Linked DNA regions of Mus musculus: regions 2 and 3 are each linked to region 1. Evidence: chromatin contacts called from public promoter capture Hi-C data. All regions are on one chromosome and are shown on one strand. Each heading gives the region's core, a stretch centred on a gene start, on an enhancer-like site or on the middle of the called end of the contact. The rest is flanking DNA. Distances are from core to core; before and after follow the strand shown.

Region 1 (3,725 bases), core at 1,033-3,532:
GGGGTATGTAGGTGTGTGTGTGAGAGAGAGAGAGAGAAGAGAAGAGAAGAGAAGAGAAGAGAAGAGAAGAGAAGAGAAGAGAAGAGAAGAGAAGGTCAGCTATGGGGCAAAGGAACAAACATTAGAAAAGTGGGCTGGAGTCCCTGTTCTGAGGCTTTACAACAAAGGGTTTTAAAGAGGACCACAGTCAGAGGACCTCGAGCGCCCTCTGCAGGACATATGTAACACACCTCCCCTCGCCCCCACTCTAGTTTCCCTCTTTCACTTGCTGAGTAGAAGATAGTGCTCTGCTATTGGACTGCTGATTTAGGTCTTCTCTGGGAAGTCACTTACATATATCCAACTTTTTGACGGAGTAGTGGCAATCCTTTCTGCTGGGCACATGGCGACCTCCCTGTCCTTGTAGGTGTAGACTGAGGCTGTAACTCCGTGGTGAGCCTGTAAGAGGGAGTCAGGTGTGGCAGACATGAGCCTGAAATGCTTCTACACACACGTGACTCTGGGCTGCGTGGTGACACTGCTGTTCTGTGTCACTCTGCTTGCTTCGTCCTGTCTCTGGGTTTGCTCTGTCCAAGCTCGTTGGAAAAGCAGTAAGCCATTTTTTAGGAAGAACCAGAATCCTGGGGCCATGGCCTTCCAAAGAAGGACTGGGTATACTTTCAGAGCCTTTCAGGACAGGGCACACAGCTCTGTCACACCCGCTGTCTTCAGTTTTGCTTGATTTTATTGTGAAATCTTTTCATTGTCTTTTGACCTGCAAGATCACAACTCTTCCTACAGATGTCTCAGTGATGCACAGTTACTCTGTCTCCCAGATTTGCTCTATAACACACATAGAGGAGATCTAGGAACTTTGATAGAAAAATAATTATATTTTTATTTCTCTTAACTTCTAGCAGAAAGGTGATGTTTTTCTTGATCACATATGTGCACAATAAACCAGGAGGCATTAACAGTAATTGACTTGGTCACTAAATCAAACCACAGTATTGTTCCTATTTTATTACAACCACTGAAGATAATTCAAAGCATTGTGTATGTGTATTGATACTTTGAAATCACAGACGGTATTAGATCTGTTGAGCTCAGGTAGGTGTGTTATTATTTTGCATATTTATGGCTATTTTGATGGAATTATTTCCCTTTAATCCTATGTGGATATTGATCCATTTATAAATATTATTCTGAGGCAGGACTCATAGTCTTGATTGCATGTCAAAGACATTCATTGTACATAAGAGGCCTGTTATTCTTGCTTCACAGTAGACCATGCTAATGACCTCATGTGCTTGGTGCTCTGACAGTAGAGAGGTGAAAGGTAGGGGTTTAATATAGTCTTTGAACAAGCATATCTGGAGTTCACATCATAATTATTCAGTCACTGAAGAGCACACGAATAATTCAATGTCCAAATTCTACTGGAATTCTCTCAGTTCTCTGTTTGGCATCTTGAAACAGCACTCTGAGGTATTTTTCGGCTTTGAGTTTGAACGACAGAGTTATAGCCAGGCCTGGTAGTGCAGGCCTGTCACTCTAGAGATACTGGAGACTGAAGCAATAGAAGCAGGAATCCAAGGACTGCCTATGCTACAGAGTTACAGAGTAAGTTATAGGCCAGCCTAGGCAATTTATTGAGAACTTGTTTCTAAATAAATAAATAGATGGCTGGGATGTAGGCCAGCAGGAGCATGCTTGCCTAGCATAGGCAACATCCTGGGTTTGAATTTATGCGCTATTAAAAAAAAATATATAGGGAATGGCTCAGCAGATAAAAGTGGCCGCCTTCAAGCCTGATGACTTGGGTTCCATTCCTGGGCTCCACGTGACAGAGACAACTAAGACACTCAAGTTGTCTTCTGACCTCCATTTCTACACCATGACATGTGTGCACACTCCCATACGTGCACACAACTTTTAACAATATTAAAATGTGGCACTTTAAAAATTACAGAGCTAGGTTGTTTTAGAAAACCTTTATTGTAATGATTTTCGAGCTTTTTGCTGTGGGAGATGGGGGGCGAGGCTGGGCTGGAAAGGAGAAGGAAAGAAAAAGAGGACGAAGAAAAAGCGGGGAAAAAAAAAAAAAGAAAGAAAAAAAAACAGAAGAAAAAACGAACCCGGGAAGTCATCAGAGAAGCTTTCTGAAGCCTGTTAGCAGCAGGCTGCCCTAGGTACTCCCCGCCCACTCTCCCTGGCTCCACCCTCACCCCAACCCCGCACGCCAAGGCAGCAGGGGGGCGCTCTGCCGGTCCCGCCCGCATCCCAGGAGAGGCCCCGCCCCTTCGTTAGCTCATCCACGAGCGCCACGGTCGTGCTCCACTGACGTCAGGCGTGCTGTGCGGCTGGCTGTACGGTGGTGAGTTGGTGTGCTGGGCAGAGTTGGGGAATGGTGGTCTTTGGTGCTGTTGCCTACTAGGGCGAGAGGGCGACTGAACCGGGAGAGTTGGAGGCCACCACAGCAGGTTTGTTCACGGAGGCTCCAGGAGTCCAAGGGTGGCTTTCGTGACTCTATTTAACTTGGCTAGTCCGCGAGGCACGAGTCCCAAGGGCAGACAGAAGGCCCATAGGTGGACTAATTTTGCTCCCAGATAATGTTTTGTGCATCCCGGAAATGAGGGTTGGCTTCTTTGCGGGGTGGGGAGGGGAGTAGTTTCCCCTTAGATAGAGGACTCTGGGGAGGGGAGTAGTTTCCCCTTAGATAGAGGACTCTCTTAATACCAGTCCTATAGTAGTTAGCCACGCTGTTAGGTAGCAAGCTTCACGTCATTGAACACTAAGCAGAGAGTGAGTTCCTTTTATTTCAAGTACCATGTGGTATGGTGCGTTACAGACGTGCCTGAGAAACTTTCATAGACGCATGGGTTAGTCTCTGGGAAGCCTGAAGAAGGACCTTTAAATCCAGCCCCGATAACTGGAAATTTTCCTAAAGAGAGAGATGGCATAGAGGCCTCTTGGGATTCTCTTGGTTCTGAAATTACCTGTCATGAGACATGTCTTAGTAGTAGGAACTGTGTATTTACCTACGCTTCCGTCAGCTGCTCTAAGCCTCTCTCTTCTAGCCAGAAGAACGGAGCTAGTAAGAGTGCCTACTAAACGGCGTTAAGGAAGGTTCAGTGAGCTAATCTGTATAATAGTTAAAATAGGATCTGATGCAGTACGTCCTCAAAGGTTCAGCCTGATGGAACTGCACACCCTATTTTGAGGGTAGCTTTTTAAAAGTTGACTCCCTATAAACCTTCTTACTTGTAAAATTGTCGTTTTTCTCTATTGCCAAGTGTGAGGTTCGTATGGGCAGAGAGGAGGCAGTATCACTAAGAGGGCTGGTCTTCATGCAGTTTGTGTCTCAACTTGTTTGAGCCAAATTGTCAGGAGAGCTTTCTAGTCTGGGCAAGGTCCTGTTCTTGAGTCACAAATCAGTAACAGTCACAAGTCAGCACACCTGATTAAGATCTCTTAGGCCAGGACTATTTAGAAATCATGTGTCTGTCTGAGTTTCTGTTCTTGGTAAACATTTGTTAGTCTTTGGTTTGCATATTTGAAGCAGGTAGCATGAGCCCAGATGTCTGAGCTGTATGTACGGCCTGTTAAGTGAGGATGGAACTGAGGGGCTGTGAACATGGATTAGAAGACAATTCACACTCTTATATTTGTTAATTTCTAGTTGAAATTTAGCATATTCTCCCATTATGTTATATTCTCACATAACAAGTATTAAATATGACTTT
Region 2 (3,913 bases), core at 1,012-3,511, 2.4 Mb before region 1:
TGCCCTCTGAAACAAATCAATTTCATTTGTGCAAAGAACCTGAATTGGGGTGTCTTGGGTTAACTTCAAGGTCCCTACAGATGGTCTTATGGGAAGGATCTTGGGCAGGGATTAGGAGGCCTGGTTGGTAGCTTTTCTTTCTTAAGATTTATTTATTTAATGTATGTATTGGTACACTGTATGCTGTCTTCAGACACACCAGAATAGAGCATCAGATCCCATTACAGATGGCTGTAAGTCACATGTGGTTGCTGGGAATTTGAACTCAGGACCTCTGGAAGAGCAGTCAGTGCTCTTAGCAGTCAGTCCACTGAGCCATCTCTCCAACCCCCTCTGGTAGCCTTTTTACCCATGAATATATAAAAGAAAACCCCATGGAGTGAGGCAGATATATTAATACAGGTCTATAATTCTAGCTACTTGGGAGGTCCATGGTAGAGAATAACAAGATCAAGGCTACTATCAGGGATCATTCAGCAAGACCCTTTCTCGAATTAAACGGGAGGTGGGAGATGGATTAGCTCAGTGGTGAGAACATTTGTCTAGAATTTGTGGTGGTTCTGGGTTATATTAATTAAAAAAGAAGCCCAAGGAGTTTGAGATAGATTGGTTCATCCTCAGTGTTCAGTTAGGTGGGTGCCATCGAAGAGAAGAAAGTTGGATAGGGCTCTGACTTCTTTTTTTTGTTTTGTTTTGTTTGTTTGTTTTTTTTTTGTTGTTTTTTTGTTTTTTCGAGACAGGGTTTCTCTGTATAGCCCTGGTTGTCCTGGTGCTCACTTTGTAGACCAGGCTGGCCTCGAACTCAGAAATCCACCTGCCTCTGCCTCCCGAGTGCTGGGATTAAAGGCGTGCAGCACCACGCCCGGCTAGGGCTCTGACTTCTTTTAGGACCCAGTTACTGGACTTTGAAACGGAAGCTGCATGGACCAACAAAGAAATGTCTTAGTTTTTTAAAATCTATAATGGATATAAAGTGTCATCACATAGCATTACAAAGATTAAACCTGGTATGACATTTAACATTTAACATCTGGGGAATGTGAAGTGCAGTTAAAAGAAATTCATTATTCATGGGAAGATAACTTAATACCTTACTTTATATCATTTTAGAATGATTTGAAGTTTCCCCCAATACATATGTACTATACACAATAAAACTAGCTTATGAAAACTGGGGATTTATAACACTGGTGTCCAAATTCTGGTGGCTTACAACCATCTGTAATGGGATCTGATAACCTCTTCGGGTGTGTCTAAACACTGGCAATTTCCTCAGTTCCGAAATCATGAAATTACTCTGGAGACCCATTCATTCAGCTGTGGCTTCTCCAAAAACCAGGCTAATCTGTGGCAGTATCTGGCTCTAAGAGAGGACACCTCACCTGGACAGGTTCCCCATCACGCCAGACAAGGCTTTCTCCATCGCTTTCCCAGCAAAGATGAACTTCCTGGCCCACCCAAACTTCAGGGATGACCAGTTCTACCCGAAACCAGCAGGTCCACCATCTGTAAGAGAGCCATTTTGATGGGCCTAGGAGTGGAAACCCTCGGCTTTAAGATGTTCTCCATGCATGTGCAGCATCAGAGAAATGGTCAAAGAATAAAGGGAAAGGGGGAGAGGCAGCAGGGATGAAAATACTCAAGTGAAGACGCCGAAGGATAAAGGAGCTTCTCTCAGCAGAGGGCGCCACTCTGCTATCTAGCAGACTAGGGTTTGGTCGTGGGGCGGAGCTTCGCCAAACTGGGCGTTACCCACGTGGGTCCGAAGCTGTCGCCGACCTGCGCAGGGCTGAAGTTCTGCTGCACCGCCTTCTCATAGGGAAGCCTCTCGGGCGTCAGGAAGCTGGAGAGTGTCACCGAGCAGCTGTCCCCGAAGAGCCTGGGCAGGAGCAGCTGATGGGCGCATGCTCGAAGCCGCCCCTGTCCCACCCGTGAGCCAGCGGATGGCTGGGGAAACGCTCTCCCTTGGCTAAGGCCGTGAGGACTGCCTGGCAGCTCAGCAGCACAGACCAACCTCTACCGTTCGCTCCCCAGCCCCTGGCCTGGCAGTGGCGGGAACTTTGTTCCGCGGCCCGGTTGGCCACGGCCTGGGTTTCCCTCCGGAAGGGAAGGGGAGAGCGCGCGGGTGTGGTAGGCCAAGGACCACACCTGCCGCGAAGGTTACAGTCGGTGAAGTAGATCGGGGACACGAACTTCTCCACCCGCTCGAAAGTGGTGCGCCAGTGCTTCAAGAACGGCGCTGCCGCCATGGCGATGCGCCTTCCCTCCCCGGAAGATCCTTGGTGCTGCCGGCTCGTTGCACCGCTTGGAACCAAAGGTTCCGGCATCCAACCAGCTTACAGACCCGAGCAGCTTTTCTGGGAACACCACGGCTTTTGCAAGAGGCTGGCTCTGGGGAGCCTCCCAGTGAAACCCGGAAGCTGAGCCTTCGCGGTTCTCACCTCAGCCTTGCTGTCAGACAGCTGGGTAAATTATTTTAAAATACAATGGTAAGTTTGAGCTGGTGGTGTGGTTCGGTAGGGAGAGTGCTTGCCTAGGATGCACAAAGTTCACAGACCAGGAAGTGTAAATTGGAGTAATCTGCGACAATGTAGCGCCTTTGAGTACAGCCTGAGCTACTTGGTATTCTGAAGGAAGGGCTAGGGAGGGAACCCCTGGAAGGGCATGGGAAAGGTTTAGTTTTCCATTCTCTTCACTTACTCAAGCATTGGTAACTGCATAATATGAAAAGCGCAAGGCTACTTCGGGTGTTTTCAGAAATACAGAAAAGGGGCTTTGCACACCAGTAATCCTCCATTACATTACATGCATCACCGTTGCCCATTACCCCAATGTCCAGAATTTTGATCTAACGCAGGTCAACAAGTGCAAGGAAGTTTGAATGCTAACCTCCAGCTTTAACGTTTGCAGGAGTCTGGAAGAAAATAATACAGGAGGAATCTAACTAGCCTGCTTTAATGGAAATAACCAGGTTTACATTCCAAATGCAGGTTACCCAGAAAAATGATCAAGTAAGAAATATACAATGCCAATTAAAATAACTTGTCAAAACTTGAGCAAAGTCCCTTGTTTTATTGGTCACAAGGACTTTTTCTCCTAAAAGGGCCCTGAAATCTTACCCTGACCTGCAGGGAGGTGCAGTACATAGTACATAGGTAGCAACTGCCAAGGCTGCTGCTGGTCAGACCCATGCTCCCCATCCTTCTAGGCCAGCAGTCTTAAGGAAATAGAGGGGGAGAGGTGAACCATAGCTGAGGAAGCCAGACCCTTTCTTCCTGGCATGCTGCCTCAGCCACTGCCCTACATTTTCCCATTAGGCTTGATTACTTCCAAGTTTCCTTGTCCTCCTATGAGAAAAACACCCTAAAAGCAGGATATGGTGACACACACCTGTATTCCCAGAATTCAGGAGTCCAAGGCAAAATTCATGAGTTTTTTTTTTTTTTTTTTTTCAAGACATGGTTTCTCTGTATAAGCCCTGGCTGTCCTGGAACTCACTTTGTAGACCAGACTGGCCTTGAACTCTGAAATCCCCCTGCCTCTGCCTCCCAAGTGCTGGGATTAAAGGACTGTGCCACCTTTTGAAAACCTAGAAGTCAAATTATTTTTCTTTATGGTGGTGTTGGGGATTTTAAAAACATTGTTACAATTTATTTGGTTGGGGGTGGGATATGTGGGGCCTGGGGCTCAAAACTCAGGTCTTTAGGCTTAGTGGCAAGAACCATACCCAGCTGAGCCATCTCACTGACCCCAGGACTGAGGATTTTTAAATGGAAGATAAAATACCTGGTTATGACTTGCTAGGTGATGGCTGTCGAATTCTATGACAGCTAGTCTGTTGTTCAGAAAGTCCAGGCCAACCACATTTGAGCCCCCACCCCACCCCAATGTTATGGATCACGTTTAAATGTAA
Region 3 (4,286 bases), core at 1,465-3,964, 2.7 Mb before region 1:
TGCAGAGCTGATCTCCTTGATTCTGCAAGCCTGGCCCGCAGAGGCAGGCATCTCCTTTTCCCTCTCCTGGCTTCCACCCCTTGCTGCCCAGATCCACCTTGAGCCGCTCTGCATTTCCCGCTGGCTTGTATGAGGCACTTGCCAGGTGTAAAGGCCGTGGTGGAACAGAGGGCATCATTGGTCGCTGGGGGAGGTGTGGCTGGCCCCAGCTCAGAAGGGCTTCTAGCTTCTCAAAGTGACCACTGGATTCCTGGAAGGAGTAGCTGTTCTAATTGAGTCTGGCAGAAAGGATAGAGGTCAGAAGGTTAGGTCTGAAGGGGGAAGATCTGAGGAGAAGTCAAATAGGACCCATTGAGAGGGTAGTTCACCTCTCCAGTCTCCCTTGTCCTGGCTACAGGACACATTCTGCAGAGATGCTCCCAGGCCCAGTTCAAGCTGCAAGCACAATGTCCTGAGTAGGATTCCTGGTTGGCAGGAGGAAGGGCAGGATGGCTCTGCCTTTAGTTTTTAGTTTAGTGTTCTGTCCTTCCCTCCTCTTCCATTCACGAGAACGACAGGATTCGATTCCAGGCCTTTCCTTAGTTCTCTTAGAACCCTCATCTCTCTCTAGACTGATCTTAGTTCCTGGGACTGTATCTTTCAAGCAGGGTGTGGACATTGTCTGGTATCTTATTCCTCTGCATGAGGCCTGAGGTGGGTAGGCCTTACCAAGGAGCAGCTGGCTGTTTCTCATCTCCTTGCAACAGAAACCCACCTAGGCTAGGGAGACTGGAAAACCATACCACATTGGTTTGCCTTGGACCCTAAGACTTGGTTTCAGGCCACCTTGAGCTTTGATTTTTCAGCTTCTTCCTTGTAAGAGAATCCAAGAGTGTCTGGAAAGTTCCTTTCCTGTTGACTCCCTAGGCTTAGTTGATTCTCTCCCCTACTGTTTTCTCTATGGAGAGCAGTTGTCATAGCTCCTGCTACCCTGAGAGATTCTAGGGCTAGGCTCTTCCTCCTCTTCCCTTCTCCCAGCTCCCTTTCTCTTAGTCCTCTGTTACTTCCAGGAAAGCTGTGATCCAGCTGCCAGCCTAGCATCCACAGCTGTTGGGTGTTACCCCCAGTCAACTTCCTGTCCTATCGGCCTCTCCTCTTTCCTGGCTCACACCTATTGGCCATGCCTGGCACTGCCCTTGGGAAAGCCTGTCACCAGTGTCTGGCCCAGCTGCTCAGGCACTGGGATGCTGCATCTTCAGGCAACTATGCACTTTGATGAGGAGAGAGTGAGAGAGATGGGGCCGGGCACAGATGGTTTGCTTGAGGGGTGGGAGGGCCTGGTGGATGCTGGGAGTCCTCCTGTCTGTCGCCAGCCAGTGACCTGCTTTTGCATTCTCCTGGTGCCCACTGCCCCTTGTTTCTGAGAGACACAAACTATCCCCTCATTGGCAGTTGACCTGCCCGAGCCAGTGTCTATCTGTGTAACTGGATGAATATAATAAAGGGATCATTTGACCCTGTATGTCCCTCTGTGTTACTTGTCTCCATGTGGGTCTCAATGAAGCCTTGATGTGGGATGTGAAGCAGGGTTGTGGAATTGAGTTGAGTGGATCTGTGATGCCAAAAACCATGTATTTTGTGATCCTTCCTCTGAAGCAGCCCTGAGTAGGCCATGAAGTAGTTGCCACAACTACCAGTTAGGAAATAGGAGTGGCCTGTAACACTGAGTGAGGCGCATGGCCTGACTGTGTCTGTGACTTAGGGTTTCCATTGCTGTGAAGAGACACCACGACCAAGGCAACTGTTATAAAAGGATAACATTTAACTGAGACTGGCTTGCAAGTTCAGAGGCTCAGTCCAGTATTGTCAAGGCGGGAAGTATGGCAGCATCCAAGCAGTCATGGTGCTACAGAAGCTGAGAGTTCTATAACTTATTCCAAAGGCAGTCAAGAGAAGACTGGCCTCAGGTGGCTAGGAAGATATATTTGCCCACCCCCACAGTGACACACTTCCTCCAACAAGGCCACACCCACTCCAACAAGGCCATACTTCCTAATTGTTCCTAATTCCCTGGGCTAAGCATATTCAAACCACCATAGCCCTTAGTGTTAGGACTAGAAGACTGGCCTTCCTTAGCTCCCATGGTGGGTCTCTTGAAGCTGATTGAGTGGGCTCAATGAACATGTAAGTTCTTGAAATTTCTGATTGCTGCAGGGTAATGACTACAACGATTCGAATGTGCCTAGGCTTTGCCAAAGATGTGCTCTCTAAGAATGTTGTCTAGATCCTCTGTGATGGTCATCTCTCAAGATTCCTCTCAAGTAGCAATGGGCACGGTAGCACACCCCTTTGATCCCAGCACTTATGAGGCAGAAGCTGGCAGAGTTCTAAGTTTCAGACATGCCAGTTATTGAAAGAGAGAGAGAAAGGAAAGAAAGAAAGAAAGAAAGAGAGAAAGAAAAGAAAAAGAAAGAAAAGGAAGGAAAGAAAAAGAAAAAGAAAGAAGGAAAGAAAGAGAAAGAGGGAGAGAGAGAGAAAGAAAGAAAGAAAAAAAAGAAAAAAAGAAAAAGATTGCTCAAAGTGAGCCTTTCAATGTCGCGGCTCCCCTGCCTAATGTGGCTTTAGCCTTGCACAGGGAGCCCCAATGACTACAACTCCCAGAAGCCACAGAAATAGACCACGACTCCCAGAAGGCCATGCGATCACTCGCTTTCTCTGGAGTCATTTAGAGCCGGAAAGGCGCCTAGATACCGCGATACTTGCGGGTATCCTGGAGCTGGTGAGCAGTGGAAGGGGCGGGAAAGCTGTGTCGGTGGTGCCGCCGGGTGGGGCGGTGGGAGAAGCTCCTCTGGTCGCTGTGGGTCCGCGTGAAGGTCCATGTGTAATGTGTCAGATGTGGGGCTATAGGTGTGACTCCAGTCTCAGAATTGGGGGCTATGCAGCTGCACCGGTGCCCGCAGATATCATGCTCTATCCTTAGTTTAAAAGACACCCACACTTGACGCTTACCTTTGAAAAACTGCAGCATAAGGTGCCCCCCTCCCAAAGATTTAGGACCGCCCCGAAATACAAACTTTTTTTTTTTTTTTTAAATTACGTTTATTTTGTAAGAGGGGTGGCTGTCACAGCGTGCGTGTTGAGGTCATAGGACGACCTGCAGGACTCAGTTCTACCCTGTAAGTCCCGCCCTCATTCAGGGCCTCAGACTTGTCTGCAAGCTACCTTGCTGAGCCAACGTGCCTCAAATTGTATTTTATAATCATAAACGAGAGAAAGGAGAACGCTGGCAGTATTTAGATGCTTAAACCCTAAACTTGCCGAGTGGCATTTCAAATTAGAGTTAGAGCAGTTTTTGTCAGAAAAAAAAATGTCACCGTCACCGACGTTTGGAATATTGGAAGCCAGAACTAGATAGTGGGCAGGAGAGATTCCCAGCTGCAGGAAGTGATGCGTGTTTGGGAGCTGGGGTCTTCTGCTTCTTTCTAGCAGCTGGGAACCAGCAAGGCTGTGATGTATCTTCCTGACACGTGTCCTCAAGAGGTGTACAGATGAAACTGCAGTAACTTTAGAGGCAAACATGCCTACTTCCGGTTTGAGACATCCATTGGAAAGCCAAACATTTTGGCTGCAACCAGCATTCCTTAGGTGCAGTGTGGTCACACTTTCTTGGCTACAGTCTTGCCCGTATCCTGTGGTCACATTTTCTTGGCTACATTCTTGCCCATTCTATTACTGGTAGGTATACATGGAAATTTTATACTTTGTCCTTGATTAAACTGAGAGAATTATAGTCTCACACAGAGGCCTCTTTCTCTGCTGTGTATGTGTTCTCTCTGTGTCTCTCTTAAATTTCTCTCTCCCTTCCCCTCCATTCTCCCCCTCGTTTTTTTCTCTTTCCCTCCCTCTCCTCCCTCCCTCTCCCTCTCAGGGTCTCACTGTGTAGCCCTAGCTACAGGACTTAGTATGTTCGAATCTCAACTCCTAGAAATCTGTTTGTTTCTGCATTCCAAGTGCTGGGATTAAAGGCATGTGCCACCAAACCCTACTTTTTCTTGAAATATACATAAGACTAAGTGTAAGTTCTGTGGTTATAATAAAGGTCAAGTAAAAATATGAAAAAAAATTGTTCCCTGCATATGCAGCTTAGAATATAAGACTGGTCTAGGTAGCCAGCGCATCAAGTGTATCCCTTGTATGTGTACCTCAGTCTATGAGGGTGGGAAGAAAAATTAATCTGAAGTCCAAGGATGGCCAAGAGTGACTCAAGCTCGACTCTGGAGGTTGAAAGGGAACATTGCACCATGTGA

The links. Promoter capture Hi-C pulls out the DNA fragments that hold promoters and counts their contacts.
Region 2: a contact with region 1 is called in a promoter capture Hi-C map of liver, with 6 times the contacts expected there. The contact joins the promoter of Man2c1 here to the promoter of Wdr61 in region 1. A contact is called at or near these places in 1 of 39 promoter capture datasets (liver) and 1 of 115 datasets of contacts at active chromatin or transcription factors (astrocytes).
Region 3: a contact with region 1 is called in a promoter capture Hi-C map of liver, with 4 times the contacts expected there. The contact joins the promoter of Ppcdc here to the promoter of Wdr61 in region 1. A contact is called at or near these places in 2 of 39 promoter capture datasets (hippocampal neurons and liver).

The regions. Positions count from the first base shown.
Region 1 is chr9:54,733,106-54,736,830 of GRCm38.p6, reverse strand. It overlaps Wdr61 (WD repeat domain 61), which reads left to right and starts at 2,282. Exons shown (of 11, transcript NM_023191.3): 1 at 2,282-2,356.
Region 2 is chr9:57,129,125-57,133,037 of GRCm38.p6, reverse strand. It overlaps Man2c1 (mannosidase, alpha, class 2C, member 1), which reads right to left and starts at 2,261. Exons shown (of 26, transcript NM_028636.2): 1 at 2,149-2,261; 2 at 1,757-1,879; 3 at 1,383-1,506. The coding sequence starts at 2,249. It overlaps Man2c1os (mannosidase, alpha, class 2C, member 1, opposite strand), which reads left to right and starts at 1,748. Exons shown (of 2, transcript NR_102289.1): 1 at 1,748-2,489; 2 at 2,911-3,056.
Region 3 is chr9:57,438,542-57,442,827 of GRCm38.p6, reverse strand. It overlaps Ppcdc (phosphopantothenoylcysteine decarboxylase), which reads left to right and starts at 2,714. Exons shown (of 7, transcript NM_176831.5): 1 at 2,714-2,758. It overlaps Scamp5 (secretory carrier membrane protein 5), which reads left to right. Exons shown (of 7, transcript NM_020270.3): 7 at 1-1,501.